Linked DNA regions of Sus scrofa: region 1 is linked to region 2. Evidence: chromatin contacts called from public promoter capture Hi-C data. All regions are on one chromosome and are shown on one strand. Each heading gives the region's core, a stretch centred on a gene start, on an enhancer-like site or on the middle of the called end of the contact. The rest is flanking DNA. Distances are from core to core; before and after follow the strand shown.

Region 1 (7,382 bases), core at 3,921-6,420, 280 kb before region 2:
TGGCTGCCATTGAGCCAGACCGGCGCGTGGGTCCCACAGTGGTTTTCTGGTATGCAGAAGGTGGGCATGGCATCCCCTGCCATGCCTGTGAAGCGGTACCACTCCCCATCCACACTGTTGTCACACAGAGGGGAACCTTGAGACTCATCAAATTGGTGGTCAGTGTTCCTCCACGGCTCATTCAGGCTGATGTAAGCAGAACAAGGGTCTAGGGCTGTGAATGAAAAAGACATCTCAGAGGCACCTTGTGATGTTTCAGATCCCAGTGAAAATAGCCTGAGTGCACCTTGAGGTATTACATTTTGGCTTTTTGGGGTACGAGAAAGAAATAATCTGATGTCCCCAAAAGTAGCTTGAGATTCCTCAAGTTGAATTAAACATATGTATATGACTTACAAATATATATTATTGTATATTATATATATATATATTTTGTCTTTTTGTCTAGGGCTGCATCTGCAGCACATGGAGGTTCCCAGGCTACAGATCAAATCAGAGCTGTAACTGCCAGCCTATACCACAGCCACAGCCACAGCAACTCGGGATCCGAGCCAAGTCTGTGACCTACACCACAGCTCACCACAACATCGGATCCTTAACCCACTGAGCAAGGCCAAGGATCGAACCTGCGTCCTCAGGGTTGCTAGTCAGATTTGGTTCCGCTGAGCCATGATGGGAACTCCGACTTAAACATACTTCATAAATGCTTTTTGCATGTGAAAAATTTTTTCAAATCTATTTAAGGTTTTGTGTCCACATTAGACTAAACCTTTGATCCAGAGCAATCGTCTGATAGAGGAGTGTTGTTCAGACCAAGGGAGGTTATAGTTTCACTGAACTCTGCACTTATCAGATTATAGTTCAAGCACAGTGTTCAGACCTGGAGACTATATTTTACGAAAGTAATGGACAAACTTGATGTCCAGAGGAAGGTGACCAGAGTTAGAAGGAAGCATAACAATTATTTACTGGAGAAGAAGCTGAGAACTATCATTTGGAGAGAAAAAAAAAAACCTGAAGAAAATGCATTGGTTTTCAAAAATCTGGAAAAGGCTTATGAAAGAGGACTTGGGTATTCTGTTAACAACAAGAACAAATTGTTACTGGGAAGTGCATTTCAGTTCAGCTACCCAGTAATGGAGAGGCTGTACCACAGTGTGGTAAGCTCTTTATCTCTGGAATTTTTCAAAAAGTGGTTGGAGGATCATTTGTAAGCAAGATCATGGATGGAATTTGCACTAATGGGCAGTTTGGCTGGATACTGAATGTGTAAAGCTCATTCCACTGAGAGGGAAAAGGCTTCTGGCACAGGTCAACTGCCTTGAAATATACAATTGATTGGCCAAGAAATTACCAAAGATATTGTCTATGTGAATGTTGGTATATGTTTCATCAGCTTATTACAAATATCATGAACTTTGTGTCTTCACAGTCAGCCACGGCAAAACTGTCTAGAATACAGAAAAATCTCAAGTCTGCATTTTTAGTGCATAAACAATATGGACAAGGAGTTCCTGTCATGGTTCAGTGGAAACAAATCTGACCAGTATCCACGATGACGCAGGTTCTATCCCTGGCCTTGTTCAGTGGGTTAAGGATCCTGCGTTGCCCTGAGTTGTGGTGCAGGTCGCAGATGTGGCTCAGATCTGGTGTTGCTGTGGCTGTGATGTGGCTGTGGCATAAGCTGGCAGTTACAGCTCAGATTCGACCCCTAATCTGGGAAACTCCATATTCCACAGATGCAGCCCTGAAAAGAAAAAAAAAATAATGATAATAATAATAATGGCAAATATATTATCAAAAACATTTTAATGACTGAAGACACTAATATCCCCAGTATTATCACTGCTTCTCTTAATTTCAGGGAAGCACTGAATTAAGGTGAGCAAATTGTCCTTACAAAGAAGACCAAAAAATTCTAGAAAGGAGCGTTAGCCAGAAGGAACTATCCTTCTTAATGCATGTGAGGCTGACTTAATTGACATTGTAGGCAGGGAATTCATATTAAGGCCAATAACACTCTGTAAGCAGGAAATGCAATGTCAGCAAATACTACACAATAAATGTGGCTGGGCCATGAACATAAAATCTAAGTTGTCTAGAAAATATTTTGGATTTTCCCAGTCTACACTTCAAACTCAAGTTTACTATCAAAACTTGAGATATGTAGGAGAGTGTAGCCAAATGTTAACAGCCTCACTGGGAATACAACAGATTGGGCCAGGAAATAAGAAGGATATTGCATATTTTGGAAATAACACTTTTGCAGAGTTACACGTGGCAGGGACAACTCTCCCCTTAAAATGTCCCTGAGGTATCCCAACTGTGCCCTGATCATGGTATGATGTCCCTTGAGGGGGAGAAATGTCCTCATACAGACTTTCTCCCCTCTCAGAAGGGAAAAATTCCTTCATCTGCTCTCCTAGCTGTGGTTCTCCTATGAAGAAAGGTTTCCAGGGCAATTTCACAGGTGATTACAAATTCATAGAAATATTTGGTTCATCTCCTTGGCTCTAATTTTGTAAGAAATGGTTAGGTATTCAACTTTTAATAGCTTTTACAGAAATTCCTAAACCTCCCTCAATAACTATTTCACAATTTATGAAGTTTTTCCTTAAATCAAACTATCATTTCTTGTGCTATCTGTTAAAAGTTTACTTCCTTTCTTGTTGCAGGAGATACATGGCACACATTGGAGAAATTTACCCACTATCTTCTGTAAAATAAGCATATATTTTAAAAGTTACCCGTGCAATATTTTCTAACATTAAATATAGTCATTTCACTCCCCCCCTCCCACCCCCCGCCTTTTAAGGCAGTAATTCAATCCTTTAATAACCTGGCCACGGGTGTAAATTCCTACCTTCAGTCACTCAATGTGTGGAGTCTGGAATTCGGTCATTACTAATGTTGCATCCTGAACTGCTGATATGTAAGCGTGTGTGTGTGTGTGTGTGCACACATATACACTTCTCAAGTGAGAAAGCTTCAAAAAGAACAGCCCAGTGGGGTTCTCTCAAAGTCTGAATTGGGGACCAGCTGGCAGAGGGAGGGCTGGTCAGTTTTTACTTGGATGCTCGCCTGTCAGCCGCCCGGCCGCCCCTCCCCAACCCGGGATGCTGGGCGTTCGAGAGCAAAGGTCAGCATGCATCCCCGCCCTTTGGTTCTGGACATCGGGAGTCGCCGACAGTTCAGTCAGCACTCCAGATGCTGCCCCTCGGGTGGTCGTGGTTGCGGGATTCTGCGCCCGCGCGCTGGGGCCGGAAGCCCCTCCTCTCCCCCCCCTTTACTTCCCGCCTTCCCCCTCAGTGCCTCTCCCTCGCCTCTTCTCCTTTTCTCTCTTTGCTCTTCCCCAAGAGCAGCCCTATCCTCGACTCCAATCCCCAGCCCCCAAAGTTCTCCTTTTCTTTTCTGATGGCATTGAGTCAAACGTCTTAGAAGGGCTGCGAAAAAGAATAAAATAAATGAATAAAATAAAATAAAAACATCTGTGAAGGGAGAAGGTGTCTGATGGGAGGATACAGGAGATGCTGGAGGGAGGGTAAGCCAGGAAAGAACGGGGAGAGAGCTGAGAGGAAATTAAGGGAGAGATGACTTTGGCTTAAGCAATTCTTGGTTCGGTACTGGCTGCAGATACAGGCTGATGAAACTTAGCCCAAAACTATCTTTAAGATTATTTTTTTTTTAGACCAGTTCTAGATTTAGAGAATAATGGAGAAGTTAGTACAAAGAGTTCCCATCTATTGGGACCCAGTTTCCCATATTACAAAATAATCATACACTAGTGTAGTACCTTTGCCACAAATAATGAACCAGTGTTGGTATGTTATTATTAACTCAACCATAGTTTAGGTTTCCTTAGTTTTTGCCTATGTCTTTCTCTGTTCCTGGATCCGATCTAGGACACCACATGGGATTTAGTTTACCATGTCTCTTTAGGGTCTCAAACCTATTTATATATGTATAAATATATACATATATATATATATATATACACATATATATACATATATATACATATTTTCTTGGGGGGGGGGTCTTTTTAGGGCTGCTCCTGCTGCATATGGAAGTTCCCAGGCTTAGGGGTCTAACTGGAGCTGCAGCTGTCGACCACAGCCACACCAGATCTGAGCTGCGTCTGTGACCTACACCACAGCTCCCAGCAATGCTGGATCCTTAACCCACAGAGCAAGGCCAGGGATCAAACCCTGCATCCTCATGGATACTAGTGGGGGCGGGGTTCCTTACCACTGAGCCACAGTGGGAACTGCCTTTAATATATATTCTTGAAGGTGCTAGAGCAAGGCCTGAGCTACCCAGAATAAATAAATAGTGGCAATTAAGCACCCAGCTTTTCAAAAGTGCCAAGAAGGACACTTCTCTTCACCTTAACCTCCTCTCACTTTCTCTTCTAGTTAGAACTCATACTGGGAAAGGAGAGAGAAATTTTTTAGTAGCTGGAATTTAAATTTTTCTTTGCCATGTTGGCCAGTTTTGTGCCAAGCCTGAGGAGGACGACAGTTTAAAGTTCACTCAGTCTGTGCAAAAGTCATATTTTCAGATGTCAAGACTCAGAAGACTGATTTATTCAGATCTGTTCCTTTCATGGGCACAGTTAGTCCCTTGCATTCATTAAAGAAAAAAAACTCCATCCTTCCCTCTAAAAATCTTTTTTTTTTCCCTCTTGAAGTTGGAACTATAAAAGTGCCTAGAATATAAAGAGGTTAGAATTTCTTTTACACATATCCAAGAAATACTTGGCTTGTGGAAAGTTGTTTGGACATGGCAGATCTATGGAAATTTTGGATGCCCAGGCAAGAGGCTAAATGGCACATGGAAGAGAAATTCTCTGAAAACATATCTTCATAGGTTATTCATGACTTTTATACTATTCTAGAACCCATATTTAAGATTCTGGAATCTTGCTCTTAATAACCTGTACACAACAGCAAATTCCTACAACAAAAATTACATTGTGCCATGTACTTGGCATAAGACTTACCCTTTGGTGACACGAGTGTTATTGTGATAAAGAGGCAGGTGAGAAGCAGGAACTGAGGCATCCTTCTGGACCAGCCACCAGAGACAGACTGGAAAATCCTCTTAATTTCAGTTTTCCTTTGTCCGCTTCTTTATCAAGCGCCTTTTTAAAAAGGCCTCAAGGCTCTTATGAAGAAAGACTTCAGTACTGGTTGGGACTTTATCAGAGGAAGAGGATGAGTGGGATAAAGTGTCCATTGCTCTGGCCTTGACCCCAGATAGAAGCACTGCTTTACATTGTCAACAGGGTTATTTTATTGGTATTTTTCTTTAGGAAAAAAAAAAAAAAAAAACAACCAAAACCAAACAAACTTCACAATCCCTCATCCTCCTATTGTCTTTTTTCTCAAAAGTTCCCTGCAGTGAGACCTCCAGTATCTTATCCAGAAGGGAACTCTAAAAGCGGGACATCCCCTCACGTCAAAATCTTGTTTTGTGACTTCTAGGTATTGATTTCATGGTGTTGCAGCCATAGCATTGCATTCTAAATGAGAATGGGATAAAACCTACTTTTTGGAATTGATCATTAGGAAATCTCTTCATCAGGTGGTTAAGGAGTTTACAGTAGCATGCAAAGGAGTAGTAAGGTCATGTGTGGCATGAGGACAGTATTCTCCTGAAGCAAGCTTCTAAGTCTGGTATCTTTGCTATCAAAACTTCTTTGGGCTCAAAACTTCCTAAAGAAATAAGGTTTAGGTTGTGTTTTTTTGTTTTTTGTTTTTTTTTTTGTCTTTTTTTGTTGTTGTTGTTGTTGTTGTTGTTGCTATTTCTTGGGCCGCTCCCGTGGCATATGGAGGTTCCCAGGCTAGGGGTTGAATCGGAGCTGTAGCCACCGGCCTACGCCAGAGCCACAGCAACGCGGGATCCGAGCCGCGTCTGCAACCTACACCACAGCTCACGGCAACGCCGGATCCTTAACCCACTGAGCAAGGGCAGGGACCGAACCCGCAACCTCATGGTTCCTAGTCGGATTCGTTAACCACTGCGCCACGATGGGAACTCCTAGGTTGTGTTTTTAATCAATTTTGAGCAGCAGTATCTCATGTTTTCATAATGCCTTTCTTCCTCCATTTAAAATGGTTTAAAGTTATTTATATTACTAATTTTCACACAAAGATAGGGGCAGGAGCTTCAAATTAGGAAACACTCATTAAATTAATGACACTGAAAAAGGAGTGATGAAGTTTCATTTTTAGACAAAAGAGGGAAAATGTAGAGTTCTGTATATTTCATGTCATTAGACATGTCACCATAATTATGTGTACCAGTTTGCAAGCTCCCTGACATTCCATGGTGTGTAGAATGAGAATTGGCCAGGAGTTCCCGTCGTGGCGCAGTGGTAAACGAATCGGACTAGGAACCATGAGGTTTCAGGTTCAATCCCTGGCCTTGCTCAGTGGGTTAAGGATCCGGCGTTGCTGTGAGCTGTGGCGCAGGTTGCAGACGCAGCTCGGATCCCGAGTTGCTGTGGCTCTGGTGTAGGCCGGTATCTACAGCTCCGATTAGACCCCTCGCCTGGGAACCTCCATATGCTGTGGGTGCGGCCCAAGAAATGCCAAAAAGACAAAAAAAAAAAAAAAAAAATGGGAATTGACCAGCACTAATACTAAAGATAATGTAAAGGGGAAGTATTAAAAATTAAGTTAGAGAGGAGTTCCTATTGTAGCTTGGCAGGTTAAGAACCTGACGTATTCATGAGAATGTGATTTCGATCACTGGCCTTGCTCAGTAGGTTAAGGACCTGGCGTTGCCGTGAGCTGTGGTATAGATTGCAGATGCAGCTCGGATCCTGAGTTGCTGTGGCTGTGGTGTAGGCTGGCAGCTGCAGGTTATGATTCAGCCCCTAGCCTGGGAAATTCCATATGCTGCAGGTGTGGCCCAAAAAAGAAAAAGAAAAAAAAAAAGAGAGAGAGAGAGAGAAAAGTGTTTTATTTGTTTTTAAATACTGTTTTAAGCAAGGATCCAAGCGAAACCAAAATTTTTCTCTCCTAATCTTACCTTGACCTGGTGCTTTGGGCTTCTGTTATTCCTAAACTTTCTGCATCTATGTTTCTTTGCCTAATAACTGTATTTCTGGTGACTGGCAAAGGAATATTATGGTCTGTAGGAAGCAGTCCCTAAACCGGTCTTCATGATCTTTTTTCTTCCTACGCTAAGTAGCATTCCCTTTGGTTCCTTTCCCTAGGGTTTCTGTTTGATTAAACAGTAGTGCTTACTAGGGGCCAGGTAACATGCTGGTCACTGGTATTTGACAGTGAGTAAGGTAAAAGTGCGGTGTCTATACGCAGAATATACAGTCTAGCAAGGGGTTCCCATTGATTTAACGTGTAGTTAGCTATCAC
Region 2 (6,884 bases), core at 1,679-4,178:
ACAGGATCTAAGCCACATATGTGACCTACACCACAGCTCATGGCAATGTTAGATCCTTAACCGACTGAGTAAGGCCAGGGATCAAACCCACATCCTCATGGATACTAGTCATGTTCGTAACCTGCTGAGCCACAACAGGAACATCCTATATTTTTAAAAATATAGTTATTATTCAAAAATATGTTATTTATGTCAACATATAATGGGCTTATTATTTTAATGACTAAAAACATTTAAAAACTTCGGTTTTAATTTCTAACATAATAAGTATTGCTAGGTATAACACATATAAACAAGTTGTTTGGGGTCCTTAATAACTTTTAAGAGTGTAAAAGAGTCCTGTGACCAAAAAGTTTGAGACAGTGATTTGTTTTCACATATTATTTAATAATTAGCTGAACTGGAGTTCCTGTTGTGGCTCAGTGGTAACGAACCCAGCTAGTATCCATGAGGGTGCAGGTTTGATCCCTGGCCCTGCTCAGTGGGTTAAGGATCTGGCATTGCCATGAGCTGTGGTGTAGGTCACAGACATGGCTCATATTCAGCATTGCTGTGGCTGTGGTATAGGCTGGCAGCTATAGCTCTGATTTTACCCCCTAGCCTGGGAATCTCCATATGCCACAGGTAAGGCCCTAAAAAGACCGAAAAAAAAAAAAAAAAAAAAGAAAAAAAATTAGGTGACCTGGTTATTTAGTTTTATAGAGACAAATTTTGACTAAAATCAGGATTGAATGTCACCAATTCTTAAAAATTGATCTTTGGAGTTCCTTGATGGCCTAGGACTTAAGGATCCAGTATTGTCACTGCTGTGGCTTGGGTTGGGTCACTGCTACGGTGGGTGTTTGGTCCCTGGCCCAGGAACTTCTGCATGCTGTGGAGGAAAAAAATGAAAAAAAAAATTTGACCTTTGTTCAGCATTTTTGCATTGATAACTTTTTTTCTTATTCTGAAAAACACTTAACTCAGCCATGATTAACTTAACTAGTTAAGATTCCATGAGCCCCCAAAGTGTTCCAAGATAATCTATGCCACAACTTGAAATTCCAACCATTAGCATTAATGGACATACTGCCAAATACCCATTAGTAAACCGGGAAGAATGTCTTTATCAGATTTCTCACTCAACAGAGAACAGGCTTTAAATGGAAAGACACACAGAAAAGGTACATTTTAATAGCTGAGAAGCAAATCAGAAAAGATTCCTGGAGTTCCTGCTGAGGCTCAGGGGGTTAAGGACCTGATGTTGTCTCTGTGAGGATGGGGGTTCAATACCTGGCCTCGCTCAGTGGGTTAAGCTTCTGGTGCTGCCACAAGCTGAAGCGTGGGTTGAAGATATGGCTGGGATCCAGTGCTGCCATGGCTGTGACGTAGGCTCCCGCTCCAGCTCTGATTCAACCCTTGTTCTGGCTGCCTTCGTTTCCATGGTTGTAGCCTGGGAACTTCCATGTGCTGCAGGTGCGGCCATAAAAAGAAAAAAATTTTTAATTAAAAAAATAAAGATTCCTGCTATTCCCATTGTGGTGCAGTGGAAATGAATCTAATTAGGAACCATGAGGTTGCAGGCCTCGCTCAGTAGGTTAAGGATCTGGTATTGCCGTAAACTATTTTGTAGGTTGCAGACCCGGCTTGGATACTGCATTGCTGTGGCTGTGGCGTAGGCTGGCAGCTGTAGCTCTGACTTGACCCCTAGTCTGGGAATCTCCATGTGCCGGGGGTGCAGCCCTAAAATGCAAAATAAATAAATAAATAAATAAATAAATAAATAAATAAATATTCCCAATTCTTGTGTCAAGATGATCCAGGGACAGTAGATTGAAGATGTCTTTGGTGTTCTTTCTATCAGGTCTGTGCCAGCCATACCATTTGATACATTACCTAGGGAGGGGTCATAGCCCGCTTCCCCATCTACAATTCACAAAAACCGTTTTCATCAACAGGATGGTTGGAACAAACATGGGGTTGCCTGTAAAGTGCTAGCGCAGTGCCAAGAACATAACGATCTGTCCTTCTTGGGATAGTGGGGAGGGAGAGTCCTCTGAGAAGAAATGGAGAAAATAGTTGTTTTGCTTCCTTCACAATTTAACCCAGTGATAGTTCTGGCTGCCTTCTTTTGTTTCCATGGTTGTAGCCTTTGCTACAGCTCTGCTAAGGAAAGTATTTATTTATTTTTGACTGTACCCCCCAGAATGCAAAACTTCTCGGTCAGGGATCAAATCCACACCACACCAGCAACTGGAGCCACACCAGTGACACCCTGGACCCTTTAACCAATAGGCCACCAGAATCTAGAACTAGGAAATTCCTGAAGAAACTTTTAAATTCCATCATATCATAATCAAAATATTGTCATTCTCTTGAGACTTTTCCATTCTCACTCCTGACAGCAACCTCTGAGGAAAAAAAATGTTACTAGTAGCTCGGTGACTAAACTCTCCAATCATATTAGCTTGCAAAGAGAACTTCTGAAAAACCTAAATAATAGACAATGCGGTGAGTCGGTTTCTAAATTTAAAAAAGCTTCAAGGTCAGGAAACAGGCAAATTTCACCAGAAGCCTAAACCTAAACGCAGTTCGAAAAGAACAATTCCCAACTCACTGTGGTCCAGTTTTCTTTTCATTGTCTCCTGTTTTGCTTAGTCAACACATAAAGGGGCATCAACGAGGCGGAAGCCGGCACACTAAATCTCTTTCACAGACATCTATACCACTAGCGCGTGGAGGGTGAACCGCCAGAGAAAAATCCGGAGAGCTTCCACTGTCCCGCCTAAATACTGAGGCCGGGGCGGGGCCCGAGGCCGGGGCGGGGCCCGAGGCCGGGGCGGGGCCCAAGGCCGGGGCGGGGCGGGTTGCCTGGCCCCTCCCCACTCCCTATCCTCCATGCCCCGCCCACACGCATTTCGCCACGATCCCGACAGCCCTAGCGGCTAGAAGGGTTACGTGAGGGTGGGCGGCGGAGCTGGAGGCTTAACTTTGTTGCTCTCTTCATCTCTATGGTTTTCCGAGGTGCGCGGCTTTGACGGAGAAGCAGCTGAAGCTCCGCTGTAGACGGGTGAGTCCTGTACTCTCAAGGGTATGAGGCGAGACACGTTTAGAGAAGATGAAAGGAAGGATGATGCGAAAAGCTTTAGGGACCTGACCTCCGGGACTGGCCGTTTGTCTGCTCCGGAATTAGCAACTTCTCTGGTCGACCGGGATAGCTGTCTCTCCCTGATGTGCTCAGTTTAGGGGCTTGAGAGCAGTCCTTAGTCCTGCCGGCTTCCTTTCCTCCGCTTTCTTTGACCTCACCTGGTCCCTTCTTCCTGTCCCAGGAGAACTTCTCCTGCCGAGTTCCCAGCTGCAGGGTTCACTTGAGCTTCGACGTCCCTCTTCGGGCGACCAAAGACATCCCCTGGGATTTGTGGATGTGGTTGGAAGTGGGTGGGGACTTTATTGTTAAATGTCTGATGGGGCCAAGTATTAATCATTGAAACAAAACCAAAAAAAATGAAAAAAAAATTGATGGGGAGCTGAAGGAACAAAACAAAGTTCAGGCTTCTTAGACTGTTCGGTTTTTGCCTTTCCCAGTGCCTTACCTGTTTTTATTCTCCCTCAGGTTCCCTTACCACCATCTCATTTTGGCCCACAATGCGGTGTTTTGAGAATGAGCCGGGGTTTATTGACTCAAGCTGAATGTTGGGAGGAGAGTTTAAAACTGTTTAAGTTGCCAGTCTCTATGATCTTATTGTTTATGGTTTCTATACCCTCCCTTTCGGATGCCTGAAAAGTATTGTAGCTATTTGTAAAGCTAAGTAGAAAAACCATTTTATAGCTGAGGGACTGGAGTAAAAGAAAAATTCTCCTTGTGGTACCTGGAAATACCTATTTTCTTTCAGTTTCATAAGCAGATGTTTCTATCAGTTATTGGGTGCTTTCTTGGGCATACCTTTGTTTATGTTAAAGTATTCCTTTGAATTACATGTGCAGGTGATCTAGCAGTAGAAAGGGTGCAACAGTTTGGGGTTGATAGCTGTAGGAGAGTTTAGATTTCATTAAATGATATGACACACAAAATGTCAGCATCTGGAGACAGTGGTGTTGGCCAGGTTGACCAACCCATTATCTTCCTGCTTTGGGTAAGGTAATGTTAAATATTGCCTTATTCTAAAAACTTTTTAGAACCCACTGCCACTTGCTTGTGAGACGGTAGCTCTGGTCTCCAGCTACTCTTAAGTTTCATTGCTGAGAATTATGAGACCAAAAACAAGCCTAACAAAAAGTAAAAATTCAGGAGTGGATTTTGTGCCTGAGGAGAAAAGGAAAGAGTGACAGAAACTAGTAAGAGCAAGAGAGCCAAAGAGTGTATTGCTGTCTCCATTTATAATCAGTAGAACATTTACAATATTCAGTAGACCTTTTGCATTCCCAGGGGGTGCATCTTGGGACTGACTTTCCTGTATTTTAACAATGATATGTAATTTCTCCCAAAATGTAATACTATGTAAAATTATTATAATGAATCTGACTCGTCAGATCTTATATTATTTATAATTATAAGGCTAAAGTAATTGATAAAGTTATTACACCTAATTCGGCCACTTTAAATCTTTAATTTTCCCTATTTAACAATTTTTACAGTGGCTGCAGCTCTTGGTGAACATTTACCAATTTTTTCCATATGAAGTAGTTTAATATTCCCTTTAAAAGTGAACCATTTTTGTAGTTCCCATTGTGGCTCAGTGGTTAACGAACCCGACTAGCATCCAGGAGGACCCGGGTTTGATCCCTGCCCAGCCTGGCTCAGTGGGTTAAGGATCTTGACATTGTCGTGAGCTGTGGTGTAGGTCGCAGATGGGTCTCGAACCCTGCGTTGTGTTGTAGGTCAGCGGCTATAGCTCTGATTGGACCCCTAATTGGGAACCTCCGTATGCTGTGGGTGTGGCTCTAAAAAAGACAGAAAGAGAAAAAAAAAAAAAAGTGAGCCATTTTTTTGTTTGTTTGTTTGCACCCACAGCATGTGGAAGTTCCTGGGCCAGGGGTCAAAGATGGGCCACAGTTGTAGTCTGTGCAGAACCGGGGCAATGCCAAATCCTTAACCCCTACAACAAGGGGACTTCCAAAAGTGAACCAATTTTTTTAAAAAAAGTTTACTCACAACTTTTTCATCATGCAAAATAGGTTGATTTTGTGTCAAGGGAAAAAAATGATTCTCTTTAATAAGTAGGTGTTTTACTCACTTTGGTAAATTGAGAGAATTATTAATGCTTTTTTTTTTTTTGTCTTTTTAGGGCAAGTTCCCAGGCTAAGGGTCAAATCAGAGCTGCAGATGCCAGCCTGCCCCACAGCCACAGAGACGCCAGATCCACGCCACATCTGTGACCTACCACACCATAGCTCATGGCAATGCCAGATCCTTTACCCATCAAGTGAGGCCAGGGATCACACCTGCATCCATGTTGATACTAGTTGGATTTTTTACCTGCTGAGCCACAACAGGAACTCCTATTAATGCTTTTAAGACATTAAATATTAATATATCAGCATATTTGAGAAGAAAACAGAAGGAGTATTTTAAAATATTTTATATTTCCTAGTATAAAAGTAATATATGCTTATCTTTGAAAAACAGGAGCATTGTAGAAAATATAACACTGAAAGTTGAAACCCTAATTTATCTTTCCCCTGCTGACAGGTAACCATTTGTTCCCTGTAGCATTTTGGGGAATCTCTGTGGAAAAGTGCAGTCTAGAGTCATCGGACTCCCTGGGAAAGTTGGTACTATTAGCACTAGGTTTACGTCCTACAACCGCAGAACTCTGGGAGAGAGAAAACTTCCCATTCTCTATGCTTTCTGCAAATTACTGTGTGAGAATCTCATTGGCCTAACTTGGGTCGTTGCCCATCCTAGAGGCAATGGGCCATCTCTGTGGCTAGACAGATGGAGTGGTCTGTTTGCCCAGAACAGGATCTTGTCCCCATCCTGGAGTAGGGTAGAGGGGGTTATAGTTACAAACCACATGAACTAAGTGTAGGTGACATATAGTTTCTAAAGGAAAATTAAGGTGTCATTTCCTGCGGAAGGGAGAAAGTTTGCGGGGCAGGCAAAAACAGCAAATGTTCACTAAAATAATTTTACATTATTTAACAAAATTAATTGCTTTCCTTTACTAATATTAATTCATTGTATTTTACAGTTTGTTAATTTTTTTTTTTTTTTTTTTTGCTCTTTAGAGCCACACCCATGGCATATGGAAATTCCCAGGCAAGGGGTCAAATTGGAGCTACTCCCATGTGTGTTGATTTTTTTAAAATGTCAATTATTTTATTAATTCGTATAACTTGAAATTTAAACCCTTTGATTGTGCTTATTTGTGTTGTTATTACCTAAGTATTCATGTTCTGGAATATCCAGATTTTCTAGCTTGAATATGTTGTGTATTTGGCCAGTTTGTTAAAATTGTTTATTAGTAAGTTTGTTTTATACTGTGGGTGAACTTGATTATATAAACTTCAGTTTATAAACAGTAAATAAAAGTGTTTTAAATATTTAAGTATATCTAGTAAATGCGATTACATGCTTGCTTCTTTTAATTATGCCATTTAAAAATCTGTATAGAAGAGTTCCCATTGTGACACGGTGAAAGTGAATCTGACTAGTATCCATGAGGTTGTGGGTTTGATCCTTGACCTCACTCAGTGGATTAAGGATCAGGCATTAACATGAGCTGTGGTGTTGGTCTCAGACATGGCTCTGATTCCTTGTTGGGGTGGCTGTGGTGTGGGCCAGTAGCTACTGTTCTAATTCGACCCCTAGCCTGGGAACTTCCATATGCCGTGGGTGTGGCCCTAAAAGAAAATAATAAAAATCTGTGTAGAAACTACTTCATTTTGAGCATTGTAAAAAAATA

What was found. Promoter capture Hi-C pulls out the DNA fragments that hold promoters and counts their contacts.
Region 1: a contact with region 2 is called in a promoter capture Hi-C map of fetal liver, with 2.2 times the contacts expected there. The contact joins the promoter of OIT3 here to the promoter of MICU1 in region 2. A contact is called at or near these places in 2 of 5 promoter capture datasets (fetal liver and liver) and 1 of 2 datasets of contacts at active chromatin or transcription factors (skeletal muscle).

What each region holds. Positions count from the first base shown.
Region 1 is chr14:75,724,160-75,731,541 of Sscrofa11.1, reverse strand. OIT3 (oncoprotein induced transcript 3) reads right to left here and starts at 5,170. Exons shown (of 9, transcript NM_001244899.1): 1 at 5,003-5,170; 2 at 1-214. The coding sequence starts at 5,063.
Region 2 is chr14:75,441,642-75,448,525 of Sscrofa11.1, reverse strand. MICU1 (mitochondrial calcium uptake 1) reads left to right here and starts at 2,928. Exons shown (of 12, transcript NM_001243605.1): 1 at 2,928-3,049.